Regions from separate parts of the Mus musculus genome. Here region 2 is linked to region 1. A link is a contact called in public HiChIP or PLAC-seq data. All regions are on one chromosome and are shown on one strand. Each heading gives the region's core, a stretch centred on a gene start, on an enhancer-like site or on the middle of the called end of the contact. The rest is flanking DNA. Distances are from core to core; before and after follow the strand shown.

Region 1 (4,681 bases), core at 918-3,417:
CTCTTATCCACTGAGCCATCTCACCAGCCCCATCTTTCTTGAATAGCTATTTAAGGCCTGTTGTTCCAGCTGGGATTTCTAGAGGTACCCTAGCAAGCCTTTTCATAGTTTTCTGTCAGGCTGGTCTGGCCTCAGACCCTTGTTTGAGCCTCCCAAATGCTGAGGTTAGAGATGCTGCCATGCCTGGCAAACTTATTCATTTTTTGAAGAATGTTAAAATCCCCCCGGTGTTGCGAGGTAACTCCTGGATCCCTGAACTCTCCCTTCCCAGCCCCCAACACCCTTCAACAGGACAAATGAATGACTTAGGGATCCAGTCATACCTTCACCAAAACCTTATCTCAATTTAGGTATGGTGGTGCTAGTCTGTAATCTCAACACTTGGGAGGCAGAGTCAGGAGGTTTACAAGCTCAGAGAAAAGAAATAGATTGAGTCCCAGGCAAGTCTGGATTACATAGCAAGACTCTGTCTTAATACCACCATCTCCACACAATCACCTATTTACTTCTGGGCTGGAGAGTTGACTCAGATGCTAAGAACACTGGCTGCTTTTCCAGAGGACCCTTGTTTGAGTTCCAGCATTCACATGGTGGATCACAAACATCTGTGTTTCACGGGATCTGCCTACCCTTCTGGTCTCCCTAAGGGCATCAGGCACATCGGTATACAAACAAACATGCAGGCAAAACACCCATACACTTAGAATTATGTCACTAAAGTGTCGTTATTTCTATTATTTCTTTAAATACCTATTCCCATTGGACTGTTTGGTCCCATAGGGAACACAGATCTTTGAGCCACTCATCTTTGAATTGTCAGTCTGTAACAGTGTTGTGGTGAATGTATTCAGTAAGTATCCAGTGAAGCAAGCAGTCAGAGTAAAGGCCCCTGCACAGCCTCCTCCTCCTCCTCCTCTGTAGTTTGAGTCTAGCCCACCTCAGGCCAGAGCTGGCATTCTGCTGGTAGAGTTCTGTCCCCTCTTAGGTTCTCTCTCATGGTGTGTCATTTCCTTACCCATATATATATATGTCATTGATGTTTTGCCTGCATGTTTGTCTGTGTGAGGGTGCCAGATCCCCTGAACTGGGTCCCTGGAAGAGCAGCCAGTGCTCTTATCAGCTGAGCCATCGCTCCAGTTTCCTTATCTTTTAATCGAACATAAAGGCATCTCCTCGCTGGGTTGTTGGGAAGATGGCAACAGATACTTCATGGGAACCTCTTAGCACCGTCCCTGGCAGAGGACAGAACTTGTTTCTTGGGTTGGCTGTCATGTGTCTACAGTCATTTGGGAAGAGGGGAATTTAGAGAACGACCTCCTATAAGATTGGCCTGTGGGACATTGTCTTGATTAGTGATTGTTGTGGGAGAGCCCAACTTATTGTGGCTGGTGCCACCCCTGGGCAGGTGTCTCCTAGATGGTGGAAGAAAGCAATCTGAGCAAGGCAAGAGGAGCAAGCCATTAAACAGCAATCTTCCAAGGCTCCTGCTTCCAGGTTCGAGCCTTGAGTTCCTGTGACTTCCCCTTAGTAATGGGGCGTGACCTGAGAGTGGAAGCTGAAATAAACCTTTTCTCTCCTAGTTGCTTTGGCCATGGTGTCTTATCTCAACAGAAACTCTAAGACAGTCCTCAAAGGTATACCTGTGGAAACACGGAAGCAATAATTAAAAGCAATGACTCCGAGGCTGCATGTTTAACTGTTGAGAACCTGCTATGTGTCTCTGTACAGAAATGAGTCAGAGAACGTTTTCTGAAATTTGGGTTTTCAGGGAAGGCGGCTTGGAATGGCAGTGAAGGTGGTATTCCGGAACACAAGACTCAGTGGGGCATCCTGGCTTCACATTCCACAAGAACCTGCCGGGCGCAGAGCAGAACTGCTGGAATCCGTGGTGAGCAGTCCTCTGAGCTCTCTGTCACGTGTCTGACAATGACACTGAATCCGATCGTTGCCAACTATAACGAACCGGTTCAAAACTCACCTGCCGGTGTTCCTGGGTGCCCATGCGACCACGCTTACACCGAGAAGCGCTAGCTGCGAGGACATAAAGATACCTCAAACCGCGGATCACAGCCCGGCGCGCAGGGGTGGAGGATCCCTCTCCGGGCATGCGCGCTGGCCCAGTGGCGCGGCCCGACAGGCACTGCGGTAGGCACCCTCGGGTCCGGCAGGACCCTGTCCCCAGCATGGCGGCGCCCAGCGAAGTGGCCGCGGCAGTCCTCGGTGAAGGCGATGGCGGGGCTTTTGGATCCTGGCTTGACGGACGGTTGGAGGCGCTGGGAGTGGACCGAGCCGTTTACGCCGCTTACATCCTTGGCGTCCTACAGGAGGAGGAGGAGGAAGAGAAGCTGGACGCCCTGCAGGGTATCCTCTCTGCTTTCCTGGTGAGTAGAGTAGTCGGGACACATCCTATCAACCTCACGGAGAAATCTGGGAACCTCTTTCGTTACTTCACATCTCTCTTTCCTTTTGCTGTCACGAAGGCTTAGTGGTTTTACCGGAAAGAAGCATAACTGAGGGAGAAGTGGGCTGCTGCTCCCTCGCCAGATTTTGGGTTGCAGGTGTACAGAGAGGATGGGATCCCCATATTCCGGGCAACAAGGCTCCCTGGGTGCCTTTGGATGTGCTAGAGAGTATCCTGAAGCCATTAAGATGTGTAAATGGCAGTTCGATCATAAACGTCTAATAGTTCCATTTCTATGGTTTGCGATGTTTAGAGTGGGGAGTAAAATGTTTTTGAGATGTCTGCCCATTAGCGGGTAGTCTCAGGGCTGTCCCATGACAAAAGCCTGTGGGAAGTTCCCTTTTGGCTCCAATTTCAGTAGAGTCCTCAATTGGTAAGGTAATGGAGATCTTTTCACGATAAGCAACCTTGGGAAATTCAGTAATTATTAATGTGTGTTGGGTGGGGCGGTACCCTGTGATGAAGACAAACTGGAAACAGATAAGGTATTTGTATGGAATGGTGGCTGGTGCACATCTTTAGTCCTAGCACTCAGGAGGCTGATCTCTGTGATTTTCAAGGCCATCGTGGTCTACACAGAGAAACCCTTTTTTGTTGAAAAAACAAAACAACCAAAAAGAAGCAGGTTCGTGGGTGGGGCACAAACCTTTAATCCCAGCTCTCAGGAGGCAGAGACTGGCCTTTGTGGTCTACGCAGTGAGTTCCTGGACAGCCGGGGCACAGAGAAACCCTGTCTCAAATACTCAAATGCAGATTCGTCACAGTATGCTGTGATGTGATGCGTGATTATAATCCCAGCCCTGCAGAGGTCAGCAAGTGGGTGGCCAACTTTGGGCTTGCCAAGTGAGACCCTGGCAAACCAGACCAAGGAGACTCACTAATTTAGAAATTTGTAATTTAAAGCTGTATTTATGTATCAGAGGCGATCAAGACACCCACTTTTCTAATCTGATATTTGTGCGGTGTTCATCCCTCCCCGTTCCACTCCCAACAGAAACAGTTAGATTATATGCATAGATTAGATTCCCTACCTCTCTTGCCCTGAGATTGTCCTGTAGAGACTTCCTTTTTAATATAATTGAGTTGGGGGCTGGAAAGATGGCTCAGTAGTTGAGAGCACTTGTTGCTCTTACATAGGACCTGAGTTCCATTTCCAGACCCTACACAGTGGCTCACAACCATCTGTAGTTCTAGTTTAAGGGGATTGGACAATCCGTTCTGACCTCCGTGGGTAACAGGCACGCATGTGAAAGAAGTGCAAATCTAATAAATGAATACAATCAGCTCAAAAGTAAACTTTGCTGCATCTGCACTAAATACCAGAGAAACTGTTATCCTTCCACACGGTGGAGGCGTCTCTTGAAAACACAAAGTGCTACTGTGAGAGTCAACTGCTCATCAAAGGCTTTGTTCTTTGATGTCTATCACAATGAGCAGGTTTGGAGAACGGGCTTATCTAGTGTCCTTAAAGTCAAAATTCAGGGACTAGTAAGGAGAATCAAAAGGTATGGTGAGCATAGATATAAATATGCATGTACATTCTTTTTTAAAAAGATTTATTAATTTTATGTATATGAGTACACTGTAGCTGTCTTCAGACACACCAAAAGAATACATCGGACCTCATTACAGATGGTTGTGAGCCACCATGTGGTTGCTGGGAATTGAACTCAGGACTTCTGGAAGAGCAGCCAGTGCTCTTAGCCACTGAGTCATCTTCCAGCTCCTGGATGTACCTTCTTTATGTAAAGAAATGGAAGGTTTTTTTTTTTTTTTAATTTTTATTTTTTTCAAATCCAAAAGTAATTTTTGGGTATGGGACACATACTAGAGACGCTCACACTGAAGTTCAGTTCGTTGAGAACATGCTGGAAATATGACACACTGACGCAGCTGTCCCTGATCCCACTGGCAAGAACCACTCGGTCTATAAATGGAAAAGAGCTAACACAGCTTGTGAGGAGCTCGGGGCTTCCGTGGGAATATAGCACAACCAGTTCTGTCGTTTGACTCCAAATTTCAGATTATAAGAAGAGAGAATAAGAGGCAGGGACTTTGGGGCTTTATTTGCAGCTGTGAGGTTCCTGGGGACTCCAGGGAGCAGTTGAGTTTGATACTTAGTGTTTTCTGTGGTGATGTTGATAGAGTCTGTATCTATTGCTAGCTAACAAGAAGCAAGTGCTTGCTCTAGACTCTTCGTAGGGATCTAGGCCAGCCTGG
Region 2 (4,681 bases), core at 1,003-3,502, 64 kb before region 1:
AACCCCCCCATCCCTTGTGCTTCTCAACTATACCTTGATCCCATAGTATGTACATACACCCTGGGAAGCTCCAGCCAGAGACTGTCAGGCAGGGCCAAGTGCGCTGCGGAGTTCACAGTTCATAGAAAGCTACGCTAGGGACCATAGTGCAACCAGGATACCCAACCCCTGGGCCTGGGACATCCCCAAGGCTCATTCAGCTGATTCCCTGGGTGCTGGAGTGGGCGCTGAAGTTGATCTCTAGCCCCATCCCTACCCCTGCAGCAGCTGCCAACTCAGGACCATTAGCCCCCTCCCCTCCCCTCCTCAACACAGCCCTGAGTGATGGTCCATCCATTATGCATGCTCCTTCCTGCTCCACTCCATTCTCAACTATTCCCCATCCCTGCACCGCCCAACTACCTCTCCTCCCCCTCCCCCTTAAGGGCTTTTAACCAAGTACATTAGGCAGGGCCAGACGCCAGTCTCCTCCCTTCCTCTCCTCCCTCTACGCAGCCCAGTTTACCTCCCACCACTCCCAGCTGCCCCAAACTTCTCAGACTTGGCTTTGCCCCTCCTTTGAGTCTCTCTACACCTCCTGTGTCTGCCAGGTGTCCAGCCCTCTGCCGCCCAGGTTGGCCTGGCTAACTTTGGGCTCCAAGCTCCCGGAGTGCTAAGGCATGCCCAATGACGATTCCATCTGGATGGCTATTATTCACATGATATTAATTAATTATTAATTGCACTTAATCTCCTTCATTCCTAACCTTCCTCTGGGGGGGGGGGGGACGGGGACAGGGGCCCAGCAGTATGGAAGGGACAGAGCAGGCACAGGTAGAGCTGGCAATTTGAAGATGAATCCTGGGCCTCAGGTCATTCTGCAAGGCCCCAACTTCAGCTAGGGCAAGAAGGATAAGCCTGTGTGTGCACAGCGGGGAAACTGAGGCAGGAGTAAACATCACGCTGTTCCAAGAAAAGTCCACTGAGGGGTGCCTTTGGTGGGTCATCAGAGCATGAATCCCTGACTGCAGGGTGCTATCCTGTCCCTCAAGACCTGTTTTAGGCAGAACCACTGTTTCTGGTGGGCAGTGGGAGGTGGTTGAAGGATGACCCAAGCAAACTGAAACCGGAGCATGCCAGTGTCTACTGGTGTGCACGGCAGGGGAGGGGCCCGGAGCTGGATAGTCCCGGAGCTGGAGAGTCCCGGTGTTCTTACTGTTGGGCACCAGCCCCACCTGATGGCCCATTACACAGAAAGGGAAGCTGCGGTAAGGTGCGACCTCAGCGGGTGGCACCTAACCCTGCCTACTTGGCGGACTGTTGTGGGCTGTGAGGCCTGCTCCAGTCCCCTGGCCTCACCCCCAGCCTCACTCACCGTCCCCCTGGGCGGATCCTGGCGGACCCTGGTGTCCAACTGTGGCTTTCGGACCTCTCCCCCGGAGCTCTGCCTTACCAGCCGGCTGGGCTCTGTGACCTCAGAGCCCTCTGGACTCTCTGGGCTCCCCACATGGGCTGAGCTCCTCCAGTGCAGAGCTCCTCTGGGACCCAGGGCCCCAAGACCTGAGGAGACAAGGCCATAGCTGCAGGCAGATGCCCTCCCTGGGGCAGGAGACTTGGGAGGGGGGCAGGCTCCAGCTCCCACTCGATCGCGGCCCTTGGAGCCCAGTGGGCATATGGGTGGGAGGATCTGGCTGCCTTGCTGAGGGAAGAACCCCACGGGGTGGGGGCTGAGAGCTTCCTTCTGCCCAACAGTCACGACTGCCCCCCCCCCCCAAGCCCGCAGAGACCTGCAGAGTCCGCCGGCCAGCTGCAGGGGATGGCCGCGGTAGGGCTGGCCGGATCCGGACAGGTGGGTGGAAGCACCTTCCCTTCTCTCCCACTCCCCTACCCTCCCGAGCTCGGGACCGGCTGTCACCCGGAGCTCTGCAGGAAAATGTGGCTGCAGCAGAAACCGCTGCAAACGCCTGGGGCGCGGACCGGCCAGGGGCGCGGGGGCAGGGGCCAGGCGGCTGGGGTCACTCACCGGGCGGGGGGAGAAGCGGTAACAGCAGCAGAGCCGCGATCGCCCAGCGCCGCAGCCGCCTCATGGTTCGCTCATAATCCTCCGGGTCCGGGGGCTGCGGCTGCGAGCGGCGCGGGGAGGGAGGGAGGGAGCGAGAAAGGGAGGGAGGAGGGCGGGGGCGGGCGACGCCGGCGGCGAGCGGGGCGGGCGCGCGGGCCGGGCGGGGGTCGCGAGAGAGCGGCGCCGGGCTCAGTGCGCTCTGGCCGCGGCCATCCCGGCGGGGCGGCGGGGCCGGGTTAAGAGGCGAGCGGCAAAGCACGTGAGCTTTGGGCCCGCCCCCCACCCCCTAGCCGGGGCCCAGGCCACCACTGCGGTAGGACAAAAGGGGCACCGGCTGAAGACCCCCTCTTCAGGGCACTCCCTTGGCAGGTGCACCCATCCTGCGACCCCTCCGCAGCCACCCCTTTGCATAAGGAGTTGCAACCACTAGATTGGCAGGTGGAGGGTGGCAGGTGAAGAGGGTCCCTGAGGTCTGACTCTGATGTCCCATCTGGGAAATTGGATGTGGGGCGTGGCTGATGGCCCAAGCTCACCTCCAGGACTTACTACTCTTGAATGGAGTACCCCCAGCCCTGAGGCCTCTGCTGGTGGAAGGTTGGGCACTTGGGAACGCAGGGCACGGTGTCAGGGAGGGCAGAGGTCCTGTTGAACACCATTACACACACACACACACACACACACACACACACACACACACACACACTCACTCACTCCTCAGTGCTCCCTCCAGGATCCCTAGATCATCCAAGGCAGAGGTCACTGCAGCAGTCCTACACCGGGAATCTAAACCCTGTTTCCTAGGCTGCTTTCTCTTAACAAAGAGGTTCCTGACTCCCTTTCAGGGCTCCTGAGCTCGTGGGGCACCTCAGTCCTTCTCCCTAAACCAAACACAAACTACCTGGGTCGTTTATATAAGGCCAACATGCTCCATTTCTCTCCCATGTCCCAATCTTAAGGGGTAGAAGTTCCGTAGAGCCCTCCAGATTGGTCTATAGTCAGAAATACACGTGACCACAAGCTTAGCTGTCCCAGTTGACCCTTCAACCCAGTTCCTGGGCTTCTTGGGCATGATAAACCCAGTGAGAGGGCCTGGGATTTTGGCCTCTCAGTGAGGTCTTAATACCCCAATACCTAACTGAGATGTCTCTGGACTGGACATGTGGGGCATGACACCGGTCCATGACACCGGGCCATGTCTCTGGTTAGTGACGCTCCTCTGGGGACTGAGTATGTATGGTCATGTGACAACAGCTAGGCCCCATCCTGATCTCCCAGACCACAGTGGGTTTTTTTATACCAATACTTTGGAACCACAGGTCACTGAGTGGATGCAGGGAACCCCTTCCTGGGTCCCCTGCTCCCTCAGGGCCTCTGCTGGGGACTGGGGAGCTGCCTCTAGCTTGTGACAGCACCCCCATCCCCCAGCTCTATTTTAGGCCCCGGGAGAGGTGAGAAGGCGATTTCCCGGGAGGCGCTGACATCAATGTTGGGAATGAGGTGACTTCCCCCCCATCCCCAACCACCTGCCACTCCAGCCAGCCCCAGATGTTGAGCAAAACCAAGTAAATTCTTCCTCCACTCTGGAAGCATCTTGCAAACCTCAGGGATGCTTGGGTGAAGCGGCTTCCGGTATGAGGGCCCCCTGTGTGGTATTCCCTTGAGACTTAGTTCCTCAGGAGGGCAAGATTGCGCTGCTCCCCATTTGACAGAACTCTATGTCCCCAAGCTGCTAAATGAGAGGCCCCACTGCTCACCGGTCAGACCTGTCCCCACCTCTGCTGCTTTCTCTGTAGGGCCAGAGGTGACTGCTACATCTGATTCCTACACTTCTAAGCCTCTTGGTATTCCAGATCTCGGGGTGACTGTCCATCCCACCATTCTGTGTTAGGTGCCATGACCCATTGGCAAGCCCTGAGCAGGTAATGCCTTCAGACAGGCTAAGTGGGGCCTCTTGACAGTGGACAGCCCTGGGGCTGGAGTCTGGGTCTCTCCATATATCTAGTCTGATTCCAGGGTCCAGAACCTAAGCTGCTGCAGTCTCTGTTACTGACGATACCTTTGCCTCTCCCGGGGATACTTTCCCTTGTCCCGAGTGACTTTTTTTTCTTTCCCGGTGGCCCCCTAAGGCCAGTTTGGGTTTAATTGTGTGAGTCCCACACCATTCATTTACCTTTTTGGGTTCCTAGCTCTGTGCAGGTCCAACTGAACATCTTGACTGTCCTGTGATGGCATATCACCTGCCAGGGGAAGGATTCACACCCATTCTTAGTCCTTTCAGCTCCACTACAAGGCACCAGGCTAACAAGCTGGCCTGGCTTTCCTGAGCCACTTCCATGGGTCAGGAGCTCTGGCTGTCTTCCAGCTGATGGCCCTCCTGTTGGGAGCTTTATAACAACAGGGACTGTCACCCTCCTTAGAAAGGCTCCAGGGGGAAGTTGCTGCTTTCTTGAGTTGGGGCTTGCCTGTGCCCTCTTAGAGAGCTGCCTGTGGCTCCCAACCACAATGCCACAGCGATGGCCCGCCCCTTTGGCCTCTGCCCAGCCAAGGAGTACCCTGGCCAGTACCTCTTAGGTTTTCATGCCACATTCAGGGTTCCCCTTTGCCCTTAGTAGAGCCAGAGAGTTCTACTCTCCCTCAGGA

The links. HiChIP or PLAC-seq counts read pairs in DNA pulled down with a chosen protein or histone mark.
Region 2: a contact with region 1 is called in an H3K27ac HiChIP or PLAC-seq map of embryonic stem cells, with 15 read pairs. The contact joins the promoter of Adam11 here to the promoter of Ccdc43 in region 1. A contact is called at or near these places in 2 of 39 promoter capture datasets (both in the 3T3-L1 cell line), 1 of 484 Hi-C or Micro-C datasets (embryonic stem cells), 5 of 115 datasets of contacts at active chromatin or transcription factors (the SCID.adh cell line, embryonic stem cells and pancreatic cancer cells) and 3 of 9 other capture datasets (adipose tissue, liver and pancreatic islet).

What each region holds. Positions count from the first base shown.
Region 1 is chr11:102,695,211-102,699,891 of GRCm38.p6, reverse strand. Ccdc43 (coiled-coil domain containing 43) reads left to right here and starts at 2,167. Exons shown (of 5, transcript NM_025918.3): 1 at 2,167-2,381. The coding sequence starts at 2,184. Gm34392 (a long non-coding RNA gene) reads right to left here and starts at 2,113. Exons shown (of 2, transcript XR_389053.1): 1 at 2,052-2,113; 2 at 1,678-1,952.
Region 2 is chr11:102,759,006-102,763,686 of GRCm38.p6, reverse strand. It overlaps Adam11 (a disintegrin and metallopeptidase domain 11), which reads right to left and starts at 2,252. Exons shown (of 27, transcript NM_009613.3): 1 at 2,003-2,252; 2 at 1,355-1,539. The coding sequence starts at 2,066.